Regions from separate parts of the Hordeum vulgare genome. Here regions 1 and 3 are each linked to region 2. A link is a contact called in public Hi-C and HiChIP or PLAC-seq data. All regions are on one chromosome and are shown on one strand. The core of a region is the stretch at or near the end of the contact, and the rest is flanking DNA. Distances in the headings are between cores, read along the strand shown.

The links. A called contact is a pair of places that touch in the nucleus more often than the background predicts. HiChIP or PLAC-seq counts read pairs in DNA pulled down with a chosen protein or histone mark.
Region 1: a contact with region 2 is called in an H3K4me3 HiChIP or PLAC-seq map of embryo, with 6 times the contacts expected there. The contact joins the promoter of LOC123442943 here to the promoter of LOC123439504 in region 2. A contact is called at or near these places in 2 of 6 Hi-C or Micro-C datasets (both in leaf) and 1 of 1 datasets of contacts at active chromatin or transcription factors (embryo).
Region 3: a Hi-C map of seedling shows a contact between it and region 2, with 5 times the contacts expected there. The contact joins the promoter of LOC123442938 here to the promoter of LOC123439504 in region 2. A contact is called at or near these places in 2 of 6 Hi-C or Micro-C datasets (leaf and seedling).

Annotation. Positions count from the first base shown.
Region 1 is chr3H:54,017,783-54,021,251 of MorexV3_pseudomolecules_assembly, forward strand. LOC123442943 (60S ribosomal protein L18a-like protein) reads right to left here and starts at 1,912. Exons shown (of 5, transcript XM_045119137.1): 1 at 1,631-1,912; 2 at 831-973; 3 at 205-337; 4 at 3-120. The coding sequence starts at 840.
Region 2 is chr3H:53,709,635-53,713,168 of MorexV3_pseudomolecules_assembly, forward strand. LOC123439504 (17.5 kDa class II heat shock protein-like) reads left to right here and starts at 1,493. Exons shown (of 1, transcript XM_045116218.1): 1 at 1,493-2,333. The coding sequence starts at 1,623. The coding sequence ends at 2,102. LOC123442939 (polynucleotide 5'-hydroxyl-kinase NOL9-like) reads right to left here. Exons shown (of 9, transcript XM_045119128.1): 8 at 3,511-3,534; 9 at 2,612-3,005. The coding sequence ends at 2,865.
Region 3 is chr3H:53,253,985-53,257,490 of MorexV3_pseudomolecules_assembly, forward strand. LOC123442938 (ubiquitin-conjugating enzyme E2 2-like) reads left to right here and starts at 1,481. Exons shown (of 6, transcript XM_045119127.1): 1 at 1,481-1,688; 2 at 2,010-2,146; 3 at 2,251-2,276; 4 at 3,223-3,312. The coding sequence starts at 2,022. It overlaps LOC123441472 (zinc finger CCCH domain-containing protein 39-like), which reads right to left and starts at 1,130. Exons shown (of 3, transcript XM_045117896.1): 1 at 720-1,130; 2 at 487-603; 3 at 110-190. The coding sequence starts at 1,130. The coding sequence ends at 110.

The sequences.
Region 1 (3,469 bases), core at 662-3,161, 310 kb after region 2:
ACCGCAATAGCAGAGGCAGCAAGACCCGGGCGCTCTCGGGGGTCCCTATTGTAGTACTTGCAGCAGTAAAGAGTCGTCGCGTAGTACCAAAGCAATGGACACAAGAAACCTAAAAGAAATCTGCAACCGAAACATGTTTGATATTGCCAGATGCAGAATATGGAAACTGAACTGAAGTTTGTGTAGATGGTAAAGGATTCTTACGAGGACCATCCTATTCCGCAACCAAAGCAAGGAAGCCGTCTCTCAAACTTCGCCAGCTGTGGGTTCTCTTCATCTCTGAGTAGGGTGTACTTGCCAAGACACCCTTGACAATGGCAAAGTTCATCCGAGCTTGCTGTGCAATGCCAAGTGTGATTCGGAGTAAGAAGTAATCGTATGAACAAAATTAAAAATAATGCACATCATGATCAAGCTAAAGCCCTAATAAACAGAGGAACAACTGTAAACTCTGAATCCTAATTATGTTATATCTCACTGATGTTTATACACTATTATGCTACCACGTATGTCAACATCACGTAATAGATGTTACTGTCTTTTACAATGACAGACTAAGGGTTCTGTTCTCCTGCACAACGTAAGTGATCTAGCGGCGAAGGAAATCTTAAGTTTAACTCAAAAAATCCTGCATAACATAAGCGATCTAGCGGCAAAACAAATCTCAAGGTTAACGCGAAAAGATCCTGCATAACATAAGCGATCTAGCGGCAAAACAAATCTCAAAAGTTTAACGCGAAAAGATCCTGCATAACATAAGCGATCTAGCGGCAAAACAAATCTCAAAAGTTTAACGCAAAAGATAGATACAAGGTTGAAAAAGCAATTACCTTCCCCCATTTAATCTAGAGCTGTTTAGGGAAGATCCAAACTTAACACCAAGCTGCTTGGCAGATTCCTCCTTGCTGGAATCAGTTCAACAAGTCTGATCCGAGGAATAAAACAGAACAGTAGCCAGCTTGGCACATAAATCCTGCAAGTGTGTCAGGATGGGGTCATCTTGCTGCATCGGAGAGAAAATTATATCCACAATGTAATTTCTTCTGCATAAACACGCATATGAGTCTAATCGGTAGGGACAGATGTTGTGAGCAATTGGAAGTACTCTTTCATGGCAAAGAGGAAAGCAGTGACCAGCAGGTGTCTCAAATTCCAAATATATTAACATACAGAAGCAGCAGGTGTCTGAATTCCAGATATTAGCATACAGAAGTCAATCCAAGAGGGGTACTCAGTCAGGAACACTACGGCTTCCGACGAGACTAGGAGAGCATAACATTTTGAGCTATTTCCTCTTGCTCTGAACTCTAACACTCCAACTCCCGTTAGTAGAACAAATCTAACGAATTCATACAAAATAAGCTGCGGCCGCGCTACGGGGCCATCTCAGATCGGTCTGGCGCGCTGAAGAAGAAGAAGCGGCTAAGGCAGGCAGACCAGGTACGGGTGGATGGACTAGATTAGCAAGGGCACCTACCAACCAGTCCACCACGCAGCAGACAGACAAATCGGCACCTACCGCGACGGGGATTCAGGCTTCGGTCGCCGGCCGCCACGCAGCAAAGGGAAGAAGGTAACCGCAAGACGAACAAGATAATCCACTCAGTCAGGACAGGATAGGGTTCCTTACCCGCAAGAGAAGAAACCGACCCAGCACCAGCACCAGCACCAGCAGGTCCGCGTCGCCGCCGGCGGGGCAAACCGCGAGGGAGGTGGAAGGGGGAGACGACGCCGGACGAGAGCGGGGTGGGGGTGGAGAGCGAGCAGTAGAGAGCACTGGAAGAGGCGACGAGGGGGAGACCGGGAGAGGCAGGAAAGTGGAGCCGAGGAGGAGGAGGAGGTCCAACCGGTTGTTCGTATGCGTGTGTGTGGACACGCAGCGCGGTGCGGGTCTCGTGCACCTACCGCCACGCTATGTGCCGCGTTGGTGAAAGAGGGGATGGAGACACGAGGGCGGCCCTTTTTAACACACGGATAACGACTCGTTCGCTGTCGTCAATGGAAGAGGGAGGAAAAGGTCAGTTTGTGTCAAAATACCACGTCATATACTCCCTCTGTTCCTAAATACTCCCTTCGTCCAGAAATACTTGTACTAGATATGAATGTATCTAGATTTATTTTAGTTATAGATACATCCATTATATCTATTTTTAGGACAAGTATTTCTGGACGGAGGGAGTATAAGTCTTTCTAAGAGTTTCATTAATGGACTACATACGGATGTATGTAGACATATTTTAAGGTATAAATTCACTCATTTTGTTTCGTATGTAGACACCTGGTGAAATATCTTAAAAAACTTATATTTAGGTACGGAGGGAGTATATATTAAAAGGAAGAGAGAAATTTTACCAGAGGTTTTTGAACCTGTTTTGATGTCTCCCTTTGGTCAATGGGGTGAATATCTGGTGCTATGAAACCACCTTACATTAAGTGCTTCCAATTTTAAAAATCCACATGTAAATGTTTCAAAAAATTCTTAAAAAATATGAATGTTCACATCACATGAACGTACAATCCTAAAAAATATGAATGTTCACATCACATGAACATACAATCCCTAAAAAATTCAAATCAAAACTGAAAATACACATCGAGAAACAAAAAAGATAAATTCAGCATAAATGTTTTATAAAAATCTTCCAAACATTAATGAAATGGCGCTTTGGTTCACATCCATTAGATCTCAGATTGACGACCGAGGTCGCGCGGAAGCACCTAATGTGAGGTGCTCCGGTAGCACCAGATATTTTTTCAGATGTTAGAAATACCTGATATATGGCAAAATCATTAATTAAGGGATACTTTTTATAAAAGACACTCCCATCAACTATGGTTGTGACATCTGTTATATTGCATGTGCGTCATTTGTCACAACGTGGAAGTTTTTCTTTTTCGGAGATTCGTTTTTTATATAATTTTTTATATCTCTTAACATGCATCCATATCTCGAACCATTTTTATCGTTGGATTTCTCGCGTCGAGATCTTCAAAACTAAATCTCATACAGCGCATTCCATGATCTTCTCCATGGATACATCACCAACACCTCAAGCTATCAGAGCATCCACAGTGTGATGTTTTGCTACCTCTAAGGCCATAGAGGCAGACGTTATATACTGTGAGAACAGCCTCTAAGCTAAATTTGTTTAGCATCGACGCTACGCTTGGAGGCAGCCTCCAATTCTTTCAATGAAATGAAATAATTCATTGGCCCTACATGTCATAGAAGGAGAGCATGCATGTGCCATGTCAAGAGGATGGAAAGGAGCCGACAACTTAGAGGCAGGGAACATTTGGCATACACTGCGTAATCTTAAGCTGACTCTAATAATCCAACGTGGGTCCCAGCTTAGAGGCAAGCCATCCTCTAAACGTTGTGGATGCCCTAAGTGGTCCCATGACGGGAGCCCGTACATGTGCCATTGAAATCGAGGTGACATATCTCCTTGCTCACCTATCATTTGAT
Region 2 (3,534 bases), core at 243-2,742:
TAGATGCTTTATTAATAGATAAAGAAGTCTATACTTTTTGAAAACTTGAGGAACAAAAACATGCTCTTCTCTTTTCAAACGTCTCTCTATGTCGATCCTAGAAAAAATATCTCTCTGCTATCCCGGATGACATGTGGGCCCAAGGCTACCGCTAAACTATTTATGTATCATTACATTGTCTGAAACATCATATTGTTATGACTAGCAAAAATGCCCGTGCGTTGCAACGGAAAAAAAACTATCAGGTTATGCACGTGTGATAGATATAAAATGTTATGAATCCAATGCAATAATGGCATAAGGATTTTTGAAATTTTATTTCACAAAGTATATCTGAGTGATGTCATGATGAGATAAGGCACTTTTAAAATATAATTTCAAAAACTAAAAATATGATGCTCATCGCGGCTTGATTTGTTAAGGTGTCACAAAAAAAATATTTTTTAGCTGAGCAAACTATAAAACACGGAAACCTTTTTTTATCCGACGCGAGGGACTAAATAAAATCATAAAACGACCTCTAGAGGTTTCCTAATAAAACCTTTATGTAAGCGACAGTTAGTTTTGTTCATTATTAACATATGTGTTTTAATTTTTACAAACATTTTCTAAAAATTGATAGACATGTTTTCCAAATTCCTAAATATGCTTTGAATATCGGATTTAAAAAAATCATGAACATTTTTTTATTTCATGACAATTTATATGAAATCGTGATTTGTTGTATAATATGTGATCAATTTTTGAACTCATGAGTGTTTTATGACTTGTTGAATATTTTGTAAATACACAAACAGTTTATCTTTTCCTAATTTTTTCAAACTGACAACTTTTATTGTTATTGTTGGTCTTTTGAAATCTGGAATTAATTTAGAGAAGAAAAAACTAAAACGGAAATAAAAAGTAAAGAAAAAAATACTAAACAGGATGCCCTGAGCTGCACATGGGCCGGCCCATGAAAAAAATGAGAAAAAGGTAGAGAAAAAGTAGAACATCAAGGATCGAGCCCTGGTCTCTAGCCTAGAGGACCGCACCTCTGACCATCGTGCTAGTACTGTGTTACTAGTATATCTATATATCAATACTTTATAAACACAACAGAGGGCGGCGTTTTCTGAAATCCGAAAAGCGAATCGTTTTTGTACTTACGGGTGGCATTGGTGGGTAATTTTTATCAACTTTAGGGGTAATTTCAATGACGGACGACAAAAGCAATATTTACTTTATTATTAGAAAGAGATTAATTTTCTCGCTACTATTAGTTCTCAATAAATTCCCTTTAACCAGAGAAAATCTCTGCATGCGTTTTTTAATTAGAAGTCTATTGCGTATCTAAAAAAGAACTGCTACACCGAATGACATGTGGGGCCCAAGGCTACCAAGGTGGAACCTCTAGAAGTTTCTCCATCAGCGGCCGAAGGACTCCCCTATGCTCCGCGCTCGTTCCACCACCTTTCAGAAGTTTCCGTTACCTTCCAGAAGACTCCCCCCCTCCGGCGACCTACATAAACTCCCTCCTCCTCGCCGTGGCATTACCACCAAAGCATTCCACAAAATTCAACAAGCAATCCAACGCAGTCCAACCCGAGGAGATTGATCAAGCTCGAGATCAGCCAGCAAGAATGGCGGGCATGGTGTTCGGCTTGGAGACCCCGGTGATGACCGCCCTGCAGCACCTGCTGGACATCCCAGACGGCGAGGCTGGTGCCGCCGGCGGCGAGAAGCAGGGCCCGACGCGCGCCTATGTCCGCGACGCGCGCGCCATGGCGGCCACCCCAGCCGACGTGAAGGAGCTGCCGGGCGCGTACGCGTTCGTGGTGGACATGCCGGGCCTCGGGTCCGGCGACATCAATGTGCAGGTGGAGGACGAGCGGGTGCTGGTCATCAGCGGCGAGCGCCGGAGGGAGGAGAAGGAGGACGCCAAGTACGTGCGGATGGAGCGTCGCATGGGCAAGATGATGCGCAAGTTCGTGCTCCCCGAGAACGCCGACATGGAGAAGATCTCCGCCGCGTGCCGCAACGGCGTGCTCACCGTCACCGTCGAGAAGCTGCCGCCGCCCGAGCCCAAGAAGCCCAAGACAATCCAGGTCCAGGTCGCCTGAGACGCATCGTGTGCGCGTCGAATCGAAGCAGAGTGTGATAAAGTGGTGGAGTGCCTGTCTCCTGATTTCGTCTGCTAGTAGCATGGTTATCTGAGAGAGAGGGTGTGTACTGTCTGTTCGTGATGTTCCGTTAATGGAAGTCGAGATGTTCTCCTGCTTTGCCTGAATAAGAACTGTATTGCCAAACTCAGGTGAAATTTTCAGCAGCTATACAAATCCTGTGTGTTTTGATGTCTGGCTTTTGGGATTGACGAATCATGTTAAGGCCTCCTGCGATCTGCCCATTATGCTAGGAGAACTCGCTATCGACGCCAAATTCGATTACACATATGAGATTGATGTACGAGGAAATTTGAGATACTCCTTTCCCAGAAATTTTATATAAGCTGATTTGGAGATATGCTGCATCTTGAATTTATCTTCAAAATTATTTATTTTGACCAAGAAAAAAATGAAGCTGCCTGATTTTAGCAGGGCTTTATTTAGACAGAAATAAAACAGCGCACATCTAAACGTGATTTCAGTTTTTTTTCCTTGGCCAGGAATGTGTACCCCGACCTCTGTTACAAAGTATCAGGGCACAGCCATACCACAAAGCAGAAAAATCAGTTCAATCTTGAAGCCAGCAAAAATTTCACCACTGGGTACACAAAATAAGATGGTCCGCTATCAAAATTTTATGTTGTGTCCCCGACATGTCAGGCCGACCGAGCGCCATATTACATCTCCAACGAAAATGAAGAGACGAACATGTTGCAAGTTTTACATGGTATCTGCGCCCGAATCAGAATCGCCGTCATCCTGTCTGGACAGTGGGCTGTTGAGATTACTCGCGTACAGATCCTTCCCAGTTATCTTGTCCCGCACATTGGTGGACATGTACGGCGACTCGCATCCCTTCACCTGCAATGGCAGCAGAAAGAAGGATAAGCCTGAGAAATGGAACCGGGGATGTTGCATCCCTGTTCATCAAAAAAGAAGGTTAAGCGGGATGCAACAAAATTTTAATTCGCGGCGCAACAGAGCTAGTGGTTGCATCTGAAACCTAACTGGCTGCAATGGAGTTGATATGTTACACATGCGATACAGCTTGATTCTCTCGTAGGCTCATGGCATTAGAGGCATCAACCATTTTTCTATTATTGTTTTCTAACATCAATATGTATGTGATGTGAAGTGCCTACTAAGCTTGATAACGTATACACCACTTGTGACTAGAAAATTTCTTGATAACTTTAAAATTGATTGTGGTAGAGAGGACATAACAAACTCTAATTTCTATTCCTTTCTGGATTTTTCAAATATATATTTTTGATTTGTTGAAACGCTCCATTATTTTTGCCTCACACAGAGATACTTAGAGGTGTCCATTAAACTTGATAAAGTATCGCCAGGCGAAAAAGGTTACCTGCAGAACAGATCTCGGAATCTC
Region 3 (3,506 bases), core at 231-2,730, 460 kb before region 2:
TCACACGGTTAACTTTCGGACGTGTGGGTGAAAATCATTGAAAAATCGTTGACCGGTATATGCTAAATCAATGTCCATTCATCTAATTACTTGCAGGGTGACCACTCTGTCATCCTAGCGTGGAAAGCGTCCTGCACTGCTGGATCATTGAGATAGCCATTGATAGGATAATCACTGCACGGATCATACCCTGGCAGTTGCGCACAATTTTAGAGAAACGTGAAGGTCAGCTAGCAATTCAGAATAACTTACATAACAAACCATGTACGAAAGTACCCTCCAACACATGAATTTACCTCTCTGATGATCCAGAATCCCAGATCAACCCCACCGATAAGCAGCTCAAATATTCACATTTTTGCCGGTATGTCCTAACTCTGTTGACTCAAGTGTCGTTTGCTCTGTGCATCTAAATCAAAATTTGCGTTACTTAGGTCTCCCATTTTTGTGCTTTTTGCTTGTTTTCTGATGTGGCATATATAACACCTGGAACTTCAACCCGCCGGGAGCCGTGGCGACCTGACCGCCCTTCTCCCCGCCATCGCTTCCGCCCTTGTGCTCCTCCTCCTTCGCGCCGTCCACGCCCACGAACACGCGCTGCTGCTGTCATTGCGTCGACACAAGCAAATGGTCGAACACGTGAGCGTCATGGATTGGACTGGCACAGAGCCGCGGGATTGAGTTGGGGGAATGGAGGGGTTGGGTTTCGATGATCTCACCGAGCCGACGTTCACCGGCTTCGTCACGCGATGCTTCAGGTAGCCTTTGGAGCGGATGGAGATGCTCTTGGGCATCGCCGCGTGCTTCTCGGCCGGGGAGGCGGGCAGCACCGGGGGAGCCGGCACGACCTGCGCCTGCGTCTGCCCGACGTGGAGGGGGCGGAGCTTCTCGTCCGAGGAGGCGAGGCGCGCCATGGGCATGGGCATGGGCTGCATCTGCCCGAGGTGGAGGCGGCAGAGCTGGTCGGCCAGCGTGACGACGGAGGCCTGGAGGCCGTTGGGGTTGGGGTGGTGGGGGTCGACGGGGACGAAGGCCCCGGGCTCGAGCTCCATGGGCTCCTCCTCCTCCGCGTCCGACACCGTCTGTGGGTACCGGTCCGCCAGCCACCTGTAGAACGCCGGGACTGCCATCTCTCGGAACCTTCCGGCCGAATCCCTCTCCTCTCTCGCCTCTCCTCCTCGGGGGCGGCGCTTGCCGGGGGCTTGTGGCGGGGACGGCGGGGGCGGCGGTGGCTCCCCTCTTCTTCTCTCTCTGGTTCGATCTGCGGGGTGGGGAAGACGGAGGTAACGGGACAGGTTTTTTTTCCACTTAATGAAGGACTGCGGGTTGATTTCAACAAAATACAGAGTGTTTTCTGTAAAATTGCCACGACGGACGGCAGAATGGCTACGCGCTTTATTATTAGGGGAGAAAACAATTGAGTAGGTGCCTTTCGGCAGGATATTTGGATCACTTGCGTCTTGCGTGCGTGAATCGACCAGTGGCTGGCGGTGTTGTCATCGCTGACTTTCCTCGACTCTCCTGTCCAATCCTTTTGCCCTCCTCTCTACATAGCCCCCTCTCCATCCCCGACCTGCCCTTCCATCGCCCAGGCTGACCTAAAGCCGTCCACCCCGTCGTCTCCATGCTCTAGGACAACGAGCACGCGGGAGCCTACATCTCCACCACCACCGCCGGCCGCATCTCAGGTGACCACCGATCCCCTCCCCCCTGCCAGATCGCTCGAGCCCTCCTCGCTTCGCTCCCCAGATTCGGTTCGCTTTGGGGATATTCGTAGGCTAGAGCTCCCGATTCGACCTAGATATACGCTTGTTCTCTTGTCAAAATCGTGTGCGCGGGACGGCGGGGGCACGAGCAGCTGTCTCGGAGGAGGGAGGATTTGAGCCGCGAGCGAATTCCGTGTCCGTAGATTTGATGTCCGGTGTTCGCGAGAATTTAGGTTTGCGCCGGTATGTGTCGGTTGCTGGGTTTTGTGGCGGTGTGCTCACATGGCGGTGTGGTTTTCGCAGATAACTTTGAGGATGTCGACTCCTTCAAGGAAGAGGCTGATGAGGGACTTCAAGCGGCTGATGCAGGACCCTCCTGCGGGCATAAGCGGGGCGCCGCAGGACAACAACATAATGCTGTGGAATGCTGTGATTTTTGGGTATGAATGATGCTAGGATTACATGGTTGCGCCGTTCCTTTCTTTTCCTCTTCAATGTCTTTGGGTTGTGGTGTGCTCATGCATTTGCTCGTGTTGATTTGCAGCCCTGATGATAGCCCGTGGGACGGAGGTTAGTTGATATAAGTGTAGTTGCAATAGCTTTTTCAATGATGTCCTAGAATCCTAGAATTTCCTTGCTGGACTCCCTTGGTTTTGGTTGTTACATGCTAGGTGCCATGGCCACCAAAGATTAGCAATGTGATTCCAACCTGGATATCTCATGTCGTAATATTGGGAGTTCGACATATGGAATGATGTGGCGGTGCAGGGGTGTGGTCCGACATCGAAATGGGGGTGCACCGTGATGGTTATGTGCCAAACAACGTCACGATGGATACCCTAACGTCGTATTTTGTCAATGCCACTGCTGTCCATGCACTCCTGTCCTGAGGCTGCTGGAATGGTGCCTTGTCTATTGTAATAGGAAAATAATAGATATACAACATAATTCATATAAGGCAGTGTGGAATATAAAACGAAACAAATGACCGGAACCTGTTTTTCTTCAGAATAATTACCAAGTACTTAATTACTTAGACATATAGTCATAGTGATAAGAGTGCTGAGCAGAGAAAAAAGAGGTACTTTGATAGGTATCTCACAAGTTAAGTTTATAATATAAGTAGGCTTTGTTACGAAGTTGAGTTCCAAAGTTAGCATGTTGTGTTGGTAAAAGGTACCTATATAGAATAGAAGAGTTATGGCTAGCTAAGGCAAATAGCTGAGCTATTTGAAGCTATACGGCTGTCGCTACCGTAGTGGAACATTGGCATATCGCTGAACGATTAGGATCCAAAAAATCTGCAGCTCAGCTAGCTATTTAGAACCTTCGTCAATAGATCGAAAATACTAAATTTGAGAACCGAGTCTAGCCCAGCTTCATTGCAGTAACTAGCATCACATGCACGATTTGTATGGCTCATAGGTTGCTTATAGTATCCCTGTTATTTTTAGTTCTGATTGCATATTTTGATTTCTTTCTTTCCATTTTGTGCTGAGCTGTATCCCATTTTCAGGTACGTTTAAGCTGACTCTCCAGTTCAATGAAGAATATCCTAATAAGCCACCAACAGTTCGGTTTATTTCTCGGATGTTTCACCCTAACAGTAAGTTGTTTCACGTGATCTTTAAATACGTGTGTACACATGAAATAGTTAGATTAAATTGAGCTGGCATGCATTTCTAATTGAAAGATTGTTCTTAACGTATTTGTATTTCTAACTGAAATATTGATCTGTAACATACTACTAAGTGTATCTAATTTTTAAATCTATGCATATGTTTTTTGTAAATGGAGCCT